Regions from separate parts of the Zea mays genome. Here region 1 is linked to region 2. A link is a contact called in public Hi-C data. All regions are on one chromosome and are shown on one strand. The core of a region is the stretch at or near the end of the contact, and the rest is flanking DNA. Distances in the headings are between cores, read along the strand shown.

What was found. A called contact is a pair of places that touch in the nucleus more often than the background predicts.
Region 1: a Hi-C map of ear shows a contact between it and region 2, with 2.9 times the contacts expected there. The contact joins the promoter of LOC100280822 here to the enhancer-like site in region 2. A contact is called at or near these places in 2 of 25 Hi-C or Micro-C datasets (ear and leaf).

Annotation. Positions count from the first base shown.
Region 1 is chr7:125,328,317-125,333,503 of Zm-B73-REFERENCE-NAM-5.0, reverse strand. It overlaps LOC100280822 (alanine aminotransferase 2), which reads right to left and starts at 3,898. Exons shown (of 15, transcript NM_001353090.1): 1 at 3,771-3,898; 2 at 3,624-3,674; 3 at 3,446-3,496; 4 at 3,282-3,347; 5 at 3,138-3,199; 6 at 2,865-2,943; 7 at 2,643-2,747; 8 at 2,398-2,508; 9 at 2,043-2,180; 10 at 1,782-1,856; 11 at 1,475-1,595; 12 at 1,222-1,373; 13 at 1,053-1,127; 14 at 738-941. The coding sequence starts at 3,821.
Region 2 is chr7:125,155,383-125,161,283 of Zm-B73-REFERENCE-NAM-5.0, reverse strand. It overlaps LOC103634138, which reads right to left. Exons shown (of 4, transcript XM_035961242.1): 3 at 5,107-5,153; 4 at 2,247-3,253. The coding sequence ends at 2,605. Among protein-coding and RNA genes, the nearest start is that of LOC103634138, 8.4 kb to the right of the region's middle. Within about 2 kb of position 3,098, at least 19 of the 20 cell types and tissues checked have an H3K27ac peak or open chromatin away from gene starts, as enhancers often do. A contact at or near this core is called in ear and leaf, where this site is marked.

The DNA of each region.
Region 1 (5,187 bases), core at 2,649-5,148, 170 kb before region 2:
CAGGGGTGAGCATAATAAGAGGGTTGAGCAAACCGAATTGCTCGGTCTTCAATATTTTTTCTAATATATTTCAGTTCAGTTGTTGATGACCGGAAACATGTAAAGGATGGAAGACCGAATCGGGTTAGATTGAACGTGGTTCACCCTTTCTTATACTTGTTTCTAAATCAAGCTTCTAATATTGTTAACACACAAAGCTAATTCAAAATAGACATGTGTGATGTGTGTCACCAGATGAGCCACATATACACATACATAGACAAAGGGAACATATATAGGAAGGAAGCAACGAGTATATCAATTACTGTACTAGATGGTTTCAACTAAAAGTATATCAAACACAACACATTGAAAGGCTATTATTGTTAATACTAGAGCAAATGGGGCTATTATTGTTAATACTAGAGCAAATGGTTGTAAATTTTTTTAAAAAATATAGACAAAAATATTGTCATCCAATCTAGGTGTTTTATAAATTTGGAGAGCTTATTTAGAGTATTTTTCTGTAATTGTAGAAGTGGGCACACAATACAGTTGATGACTATTATTGCCTATCGTTGGACCCTACTGAAAATCAATGGCTCAATGATTTTTTAATTAATCCTAAGATTTTACAGAATTTTTAAGGTATCCCTGAGAGATCATTAAAATTACAATAAGTTGTAATTTCGAATGGAATGTTACAAGACGAAAGGCTCATATATAGTTCATCCAAGAGGAGGCTGAGGCTGACTGACCTGGTGGAACCCAGAGCCCGGCACAACGGCAATCCCGGTGGCATCAAGCAGGCGGTGAGCGTAGAATATGTCAGGTGAAACTCCCTCGAAATCGGCGGCCCTGATCGCAGCGGAGGGGAGGTGGAGCCGTGGGAACAAGTACAGCGCACCCTCTAACTTGTTGCAAGTCACGCCCTCCAGGCCGCTGAAAGCTTTCTCCAGGGTCTGCAGTTGCACAGACAAGAGGAGGGGATCAAGATCATGCCATTGTGCAAGGCGTCTCGTACGCTGCCGATCCATGTGCGTGAAGGATGGTTGAGATGATGGCTTGCGCACCTTGGCTCGCTTGCAGAAGGATGAACGGATCTGTTCCTTCTCCTTATCAAATGACTCGAAAGATTCATCTCCTAGCTGCGTACAGGTCACAAGGGAAGTTCTGTATAAAAAGAATAAATACTGGGACGGATGAAGCCAATTTTGTGATGATTTAGTTCAGGTTACAAACCTTCGGTGGATCCATTGCAAGGCTGACGAGAATCTGGCCAGCAATGTTGGGGCAGAGTGTTAAAGAAGCCACCTTGTAAATCTGATCCTTCACATTAGCTGCAACACCAGACACCTCCATGTAGCCTCCTCTTCTGCCACTCTCCCCATAGCCTGCCAGGTCCAGAAGATGGGAGAACAGACGAACTTCAGACTGGACCCGCCAAAGATTTAAGGTCATATTTTTTTTTGATATATAAAGGAAGAAGACTCACTCATTGAAACGGAATGAAGTGATACTAGGGTGAGGTCATTTTCGTCGTAAGCAAGTGATCTGGCCACTTTCTTGAAGGAATGGAACTTCTTGTTCTCTGCGTAGATATTTTCCTGGTATACCTGCGAATACATTTCGGTACTTGATTTTCAAGACAGAATGTACCCTTTTTTCTTCTTCTTCTTAACAAAGTTAATGTGAATATGTGATTCGATAATGCAAAAAAGGCTACATTTTAAAGACTTAGAGCCTGTTTGTTTGGGATTATAATCTGAATAATCCCAAACAAACACCCCATTAGTACAAACCTCATCAGCAAGTATAACCAGACCTTCCTTCCGACAAAACTCTACTATCTCCTCCTGGTTTGTGACGGATAGCACCTATAACTAAAGGAATGAGATGTGTTGACGAAGAGAAACTCTGGTACAACCTGAGCTGAAACGAGATTAAATTGAAAATTTTCCAATAACCAGATCATCACTGGTAAGAACTACTCTGAAAATTTTCATCTGTTTTCTTTATTGGAACATGTAAAAGGATTCAGGAAAACAATGTGCCATATATACCTGTCCAGTAGGGTTGCCGGGATTTATTACCACCATAGCTCTAACAGTGAGGCCAGCCGAACGAGCCTCTTCCAAGCACCTCTTGACTTCAAAGATCTCTAGGCCCCAACCGTTATCTTCAGTGAGATTGTACGGCACCTGGTCACAGTTCAGTATTGTAGTTATCCCAAGCATAGAGCACACACGTGTGTTTTGTCTTCTAATATAAGAAACCAAAAAAAAAAGAACTGATTGAAAAAGGAGAAGAGCGATGAATCTGATGGTTAGTTTGGGCTTGAACATTTTAAACAAGCCACTTCTACTGCGTTTCGCAGATATTGCTTGGCTATCTTTTTGAACTACACTAGTGCTGTACCATCGTTCCACCGTGCAGTATGATGGAGGCCGAGTACAAGGGGTATTCGGGTAGAGGGCTCAAGATGCCGTCTTCGTGAGACCTGATGAGTATCTGCATCATCAAGTTGATCTGCAAAAAAGGGGCAGAAAGGAGCCGCGGTCGAGCTGAAGGTATTGACACTGATGTTCGTATCTGTATGTAAAGGATCCAGTTCCATCTGTGCTGCGTCATGTAGATGTAGGTTCTGAAATGCAGAGTCTTACCGCTGAGGTGGCTCCATCTGTCAGAAAGATATCGTCCGCTGTCGATGGAAAACCGTCTCTTGCGGTAATCCCATCTGCTACTACTTGACGCAGGCATTTGATTCCCTGATCACACCAAGCAAGTGTGATTGAACGATGTAACCAGTAAGTGTGAAGGGGAAAATATACACCATCCCAGTGTTTGTTTATTTATAAGAAAGCTAAGCAGTTTCAGTTGGGTACCCGGCAATCAGTATATCCACCAGTGTCTTTGCTGGGGATCGAGTTTAGGATCCTCCTGGCCCTTCTTATGCTACAAGGGCTGCGACACAGTAGATGGAAACATTGTCAGAGTCAAGTTTCTGCCAAACTATGTATCATACTCAGCTTATGAAGCTACTTTCTCGAATATTTGTCGTCCGTTAGTTTATTTTAACTAAAACACGACAAATAAAAAAAAAGGACGGAGGTAATAGTACAGTAAACAGTAAAGCGAGCTCAGCTGCATAGTCCAACCTGAATAAGGCACGAGCTTCATCTCTGTCCATGAGGGCTGGGTTGTCGCACAGGGAGAGAACCTGGAGCCAGCAATTTCGACCATCAAACACACTTGCGTTGTCTTGTTCTTTTGTGTTTCTGAGGGTAATTAAGGGTGGTAACCTCACGAAAGAAAGTTAGTGGCGGCTGACCAAGGACCTGGGGGTTCCCGAGGTTGCAGTATATTATCTGTTGGACAGCATGGAAGGCTGGTCAAGTTAGGTGATATATAGATTGTGATACACGCACGCACGCACTTGCTTGCTGCACAGGGGAGGAGTTTTCACCTCTTGGAAAGGGATAGAAGCAGGGTTCTCCTCTATCTCCTGCTCCAGCCGCTGAACGAGACACATAGCGAAAGGCAATATTTTTTGTCCTCCTATTAGTCATCGTAATTTTGCAAAAAAAAAAGGTGCGAGGGGTCGTCGTAAAGCAGCATGAATTAACAGCAGTGGTGCAATTTACCGCTGCGTGCTTGACGATCTCCCCGCAAGGCGCGTATCTGATGATCTTGACCTTCAAACGAAGGGACAACGTACGTCACCTAAGCTTTTCAGTTTAAATCGGAAGAATGCAATGGATGAACATATATATGATTTCTGAAGAAGAAACCCTGGGATTTATGGTCTCGGCGGTGATGGACGGGGCCTTGTTGTACGACATGGCGCGTCGGGGCACCGGCCGGCGCAGGGAGAGGGCAGGCAGTGGGAGACGATGAGCGGCTGTGCGGACGGCGAGAGTGAGCGAGAGCGAGGTGTGACTGAGCAAGGACGGAATAAAGAAGGTGCCCTGGTAGCTCGGCACTTGGCGTCCGCCTGGGCGGCGCTCTGCCACGTCCTGCCCCCCGCGTCGGGACCCTCAGCTCGGCACTTGCACGAGAGGAATGCATGCCATTTGCCACGCGTGCTTGCTCACGATCCAACAGCGCGCCTGCGAGAGGTCCTGAGCGTTGACGCATGGTGCGCTCGCGGCAGGCGACGCCGCCTCCGATACCTCCTCCCTTGCCAGGCTATCTCGAGCATCTCCTATTTTGAATTATATTTTATGAATAGTACAGTCGGTCGTATACATGATTACATAACGATCGCAATTTGTTGGCGCGCCGTAATATTCAACATAAAAATTATACAATATAAACCAGAATCGATATTAGAGTTATTTGTTTGGAATTATATAAATATAATATTCTGATCATATAATCTAACTTATTTTAAATTAAGTGTTAGTTTAAAATAAGTTAAATTATATAACTAGACATATCATAATCTTAAACAAACATGTCTTTAGTCTGAACGTAAAATTAGGTTAGGTCGGATCTTCAAAATCGTAGAATTAACCTGAATCAAATCTTCAAAATCGGTCAGACTGTTCTTGAAATCTGATCTAGCTAACTTTTTTATTGTTAGATTTGCTATTGTAGTCGGCCTCCATAAAATCTAGACTAACCAACTTTTAAAGTTAACTAGGTGGACTATACATAAAACTTTACATAAAAAAAATCAAACGAATTATAATTTAAGAGGAAGGGAGTATTTGGTTGACAAAGAATATAAAGTAATGAAGACCAAACCGATAAAAAAAGTTCAAAAATGTCGTGCAGGCCGCCAAGGTCGGCTCTCTCTACTACAAAGGCTGAGTTTGGGCTGGCCAGTCAGACTTCGCGTGCCTAGATTACCTGTTTAGACAGTGTTTGAATGCGTTAGTTAGCTAAAAATTTGTTAGTAGAATTAGCTAGCTAATAAATAGCTAGCTAACTTGTAACTAATTTACTAAAAATAGTTAATAGCTAAAATATTAGCTAGGGTGTTTGGATGTCTCCAACTAATTTTAGCCACTAAAACTATTAGTTTTAGTGTATTCAAACACTCCCTTAGAGTCCGTTAAATCGATTTCCATGGTGTCTTCTACTGTACAAGTTGGCCAAGTCGGGTTGAAGGTAGTTAGGCCGACTTCCCTAGCTCCAATGGCCATTGATGCATCTCTGGATGATTCAGTCCTTGTTGGTGATGTTATCTCTATGGATTATTCT
Region 2 (5,901 bases), core at 1,849-4,348:
ATTGCTTTTCCAATCTTTATCAATGTAATGTACAACCAAACACATATAGGACAATGTTTGATTAGATGTCCACAAATCAGTGGTTAAGGAAATGAAATCCACGCCTTTAAGGGCCTTTGCTAATGATTCCTTTTCAGACTCATAAATCTTTAAACATTTAGCTCTTATGGTCTTCCTACCAACAAATTCATACAACGGATTCATATACTTCATGAGAATATTAAAGTGCTCAACCATTCTAAATGGGTACTCATGAACTATGATCATTTTGGCAATTAGTTTTTTTACTTGCTCGTGATTATAATCTTTAGGTGATGAGATAGTAGGGAGACCAGATCCAGATTCACCTGTCGTTGAAGGAGCAAAGTTCAATAGAGACTGATCAAGCTTCTGTTCGATATGCTTTTGATACTTGTCACAGTTCATATGCCTCGACAATGTCATTGTTGTTGACCCTTGTGCATAACTCTAAAGCTTTTTACAATATTTTCACTTTGCCTTTAGTAATGGATTCTCCTTATCGGTCGGGTTTGGCACATTCACCTTATCAAAAACCTCCCAAACCTTGGGTTTGCCTTTGCTTCCCCCCTCAACCTTAACTGGTTTATTCACCCATTTACGCCTTTTTCTTGACTCTATTCACATCTCCACCACCATCAGATTCATCAACTCTAACAACATCGGCATCTTTCCCACCTAGCACCGTCATCTCATCCTCACGCATTTCATCATTCTTGTCAAAGGAGTTGCTCTCTGAATCAGTGTCATCTCTTTCGCTCCTCCCTTTCCCTTACGCGGTTGAATGGACTGTTAAGGATTCCATCACTTAGCAATCTACAAACAATACCAAGAAAGTGAATAACAAATGTGTCACTTAGCAATGACAGTGAATAATAGTGAATAACAGTGAATAACAAAGTGTCGCTTTTGAATAACAGTGAATAACAATGTGCCATTTTGAATAACAGTGAACAACAGAGAGCGCATACATGCTAGTCTGCTACGGTGTTGTCGGTGCAGTGCAGGTGCAGTTGATGCTGCCTGCTGGGCGCTAGGGTGCTCGGCACTCCGCGTCTCGACGGCGGACGGCGGCGCCGATGGCTGGAGCTGGCCGCTGGGCGCTGCCGACCGGAACCGGCGGCCTCGGGCCTCGGCTAGCGCTCGGCGCTTGGGCTTGGCCGTCGGGCACTTGGTGGTCGGCACACAGCGCACTCGAGCAGTCGGTCAGTGGCGACCACCGGCTCGGGCAGTCGGGCCTCGGTGACGACGGTGACTCGGCGAGTTGGCGAGGGGCCAATGGCCGAGGGCGACTGGGCGAGACGACGAGTGACAGCTGTGCGGCGGCTGCGGCTGTCCAAACCCTAGCAACCTGTGCGGGGGCTGTGTCGTGGTCGTGGTTAGGGCGAGGGCGACTGGGCGAGTGACGACTCGTGGTGGCCTGGTGGGGTCACGGTCATGGCCCATCTGGCATTTGCGGATCTGGCCATCATCCCGAGTCTCAGCTCTCGAGCCAGGCTCGATGGTACAACGAGCCTGCAGAACAGGCTCGGCTCGATATGATAGTGACAGAGGACAAAGATATTTTAGGGTGCGCTTGGTTGTAGTGGCAGAATAAAATAAGATATTACAATTATTTAAATAAGTTTGTTTAGTTCATGGTCAGTGGTTGGAACATAATTATTCTAATATTGTTCTAATACTGCAACCAAACTCATACTTAGTCAATCTTAAAGTAGTCGAGGAAACACCATATTTAGCGGATAGGAAGTTTTATAGTGCGTTGTTGGAGAGTTTTAGGGCTCCTTTCAAACGCAGAAATTTTATAGAAAGTTTACATGAATTAGTTAAAAACAAATGATTCAGGAATTTATCATGCTTTGGTTTGCGGTTTCCAGACAGGCGCTAGCCATTATCCACCTGCTCTGTTTCTGCCTGTAGTCTCCTCTGCAGACCCGCCGATTCAAGGTAACATATGGCTAGTTTTCCTGTGTTCCATAGAGATTCAATTGACTTTCATCCAGAATCAAAAAAATGTTTCATCCAAAATGGTCTACCGAAAGCATGGGCCGGGAAGCACATGGAAGACAACGCTCCACCGGCATTTCTTTATTTGTCAATCAACTTTCAAAATTCAAAGGCGAGCAAGACTGAGCAGGAGCATCAGCAATACAACCCAAACGACTTTTTCCAAAATTTAGTGTAACAAAACAGTACAGAAAGTAGCTTCAGATCATGAGACAAATTCATTCAGCAAGGAGACGATGTATCCCTCTTAAAATTTTAGCATACACGCTAGAACTTTGACAACTGAATTGCAACTCTGAAATACACGATCTTCAGGATGGAATGGGCTTCATACTTAGTCAATGCTGTATGGAAAAAAAATCTTAACAGATATAATGGACCTAACTCTCGAACGAGATTGCCTGCAAAATGTTGCCCAGGAATCATTTCAATTCTCGAACGATAAGATTGGATTACATTCGAAACACAACTTCAAGAATACTACTAACAATAGTCCAACACGTCACAGACAAGGAACTAAACGAAGTAACCCTAACAACAAACAGGCATCCACGACAGCAAGGAGAAGAGGCATCCAGCCTAGCCTCCGAAGCCGTAGAGGGTTCGGCCCTGGCGCTTGAGCGCGTAGACGACGTCCATGGCGGTAACAGTCTTGCGGCGTGCGTGCTCGGTGTAGGTGACGGCGTCGCGGATGACGTTCTCGAGGAAGATCTTGAGGACGCCGCGGGTCTCCTCGTAGATAAGCCCCGAAATGCGCTTCACGCCGCCCCTCCGAGCCAGCCTCCGGATGGCGGGCTTGGTGATGCCCTGGATGTTGTCACGGAGCACCTTCCGGTGGCGCTTTGCTCCGCCCTTGCCCAGACCTTTGCCGCCCTTGCCGCGCCCCGACATCGTCGCTGCCGGTGCCCTGTCTTTCACGCTCTCCTCGCCTCGAAGAAAATGGGGGATTTTTTGGGAAGGTGCTTGGACTTTGGTGAATGTATCGGCTGGCGGTGGAAGACAATATATAGAGGTGGGAGAGGAAGTTGGAGGCGTCGGATGGGGAGCGATCCGCGTCAGAAGTGAGAGGAGTGGCGTGAACCGTTGGATGGGGACGGCTTGACTCCTATTGGTGGAGGAGCGCGAGCACGGATAGGGGAGGGGGCGGGACCGCGGGAGATCAAAATCATGTGGGAACAGAGAGCTTGTTTTTTTCGGTGGAGCGCTGTGATCTCTGCTGTCCGGAATCCTGATATATACTCCAAGTCTTAATCACCTCTAATTAAAAACTAAGAAATATATTTAGGAGATATTTGATTTCTAAGCACTAATTTTTAATCTTTTTATTTTATTTTATTTTAGATTTTAAATTATTAAATACAGAAACTGAAATATTGTTCTAGTTTCCGTATTTAACAATTAAGTAATTGAAATATAATAAAATTGAAAGACTAAAATTAGTCCTTATAAACTAAATACTTCCTTAATACACTTTGTACTGCTACAACTATATAGAGAGAGAGAGAGAGAGCACTTTTTATCTCATGGATCAAGAATAAAAAAATAGTACGTCTCATAAATTTGGACGAAATGAGTAATATAGTTAAATTTGCTTGTTTACTAATTTGTCTAGATGTTATGGTGCGATTAACACGTGAAATAGGCTACAGTCAGTTCTAAACAACTCCTTAAGTTTAGGGACTAAAAATGGGCATTTAGAAAGGTGGTGTAGTTGAATACCTTACTTTATGAACTGTTTGAATATTGTTGAGCACCACAAATTGTCCGAGCGGACGGTCTGACCGTAAGGCCGGACGGTCGTCGGTCCGACACTCCATGCTGGTGTTGCGGACGGTCCGCGAATGCACAAAATCAGTTACGTTTCCGAGTTGCGATATTTGTTAGCTAAATCTGCGGGATTAACTCGAAAAATAGCTTGTAACGAGTCTAGGCCTCCCTTTATATATATGGAAGGCTATGATCGATTGGAACACAACAATAGATCAATCAATATACATCTAGTTCTTTACATTTTCCACATGAGTAGATAGTAAATTAGATTTCTCTCTCAAAATCTTCATCTTTCTTCGACTCTACGTCGATTAAAGACGTCTAGGATCTCTCCTCCCCGACAGGTCCCTCCCGGAAGCGAGATTCATGCGTTATCGACGAACTCCGCCGCCCCAATGCACGCGCGGACCGTCCGGCTCGTCAAACAGGACCCTAACCTCTGCGTCAGGTCGCGGATCATCCGGCTCCTGACAGCAGACCGTCCGGCTCATCAAGCAGGACCCTAGCCTCTGTGTTAGGTTGTGGACCATCCGACTCCTGACAGCAAACCGTCCGCACCTCCGCAGAAAACACCGCCTTCGGTTCTCATCGCAGTGATTGGTGTCCGAATCAGAGCCAACAAATATGATTTTTGATTAATAACACTCTAAATTAATTTTAGGGATTTTTTAGTTGCTCGAAAGCGCCAGTGAAGGGGTGTTTGGTGCGAGTAGTGTTTGATTGATAAGCCAGGTAGAACAGAGTCGTTTCATCCTTGATTTTAGGAACGGAGCCGCTCTGTTCTGTGTTTGGTAAGCTGGAACGGAGCGGCTCTGTTTTTTGTTGGGTTACAGAGTGAACTGGAACAGAGCGGCTCAATCCTTTGTTTAGTTGAAGAGTCACTGAGTCGCGTGAGGAGAGAGGTACCTGAGTCGCGTGACTGTGCGAGCGGGCCGGGAGCGGAGCGGCTCCGTCCAGTTCATTTTTTGGAGTGGGATGGTTCCGGATCTGAGGAGGAATATTCCATAATTGAAGTCACTCCGTTTTAGTTAATTTGTAACCAAACAATAACAAAACTGTGACAAAACGACTCTGTTCTAATTGGCTCTTTAACCAAACACTACCTACCTAAAGTACGGAATAATCGCTAGCGAACGGTGTGAGAAGGCCTCTGCCTCTTGTAGACGATGCCTGTGCCTTGGAGAAACGTCTGCCAAGAGAAGCAACAAGGTGGGCAGGGAGTCGAGGACAAGCAAGTTCAATCAAAACCCTTGCCTGCTCCTCAAGCTAGTTTCACATAACGCATCAACCAGCGCGATTGTCCTGGGTCACCTGGGGTTCAGGCAGAAGGTGACACGAGGCCTGCAGGAGAACAACGTCTGCGATCATGCAATCACTTCAATTTTGTCAAAATCGGCAATGGGAGAACAACGTCCCTGTCTGTTTTGGCTTTTCGCAGCTTCTGGCCACTAAAAGCTGCTGCATACTGCCAAAACACTTAGTTTTTCAGACAGCTTCTATAAAATTCGTTTGGGTAAAAACCATTGAAAATCAACATAAACATATAATCGGTTGAGTTATCGCAATAGTAGTAATCCGTCACTTTATAGATCTTGAGCCTCATGGACAACTTTATCTTCCTCCGCACGTAATCCTATGATACTCAGATTCTATACTGTTGGAGGCTAAAAAGAGCCTGGCGGACGGTCCGGCCCTGAGGCCGGACGGTCCGCGGTCCGGACTGTCCGCGGTGGTGACGTGGACGGTCCGCGCGCGCGCAGAGTCAGTTAGGGTTCCTAGTTTCTCGCGGGATTTGTTACCTAAAACCGCGGGATTAACCCGGGAAACAGTTGGAAACGGATCCAGACCTCCCCCTTTATATAGATGAAGGGCTACGGCCGATTAAACCCCCAACAATCGAATCAATACAACTTCTATTCGCATTTATTTCCAGTACAATTAGGAGTAGTTCTAGTCTAGTTCTAGTTTAGCCTCTCGATCCCCAAATTCTCCGCCTCTCCTCGACTCTACGTCGATTAGAGGAGTCTAGGTCGGCCGGCCCGAGCCTAGACAACCCCTAGGATCTCTCCTCCCCGACGGGGTCCCTCCCGGGAGCGAGATCCAGGC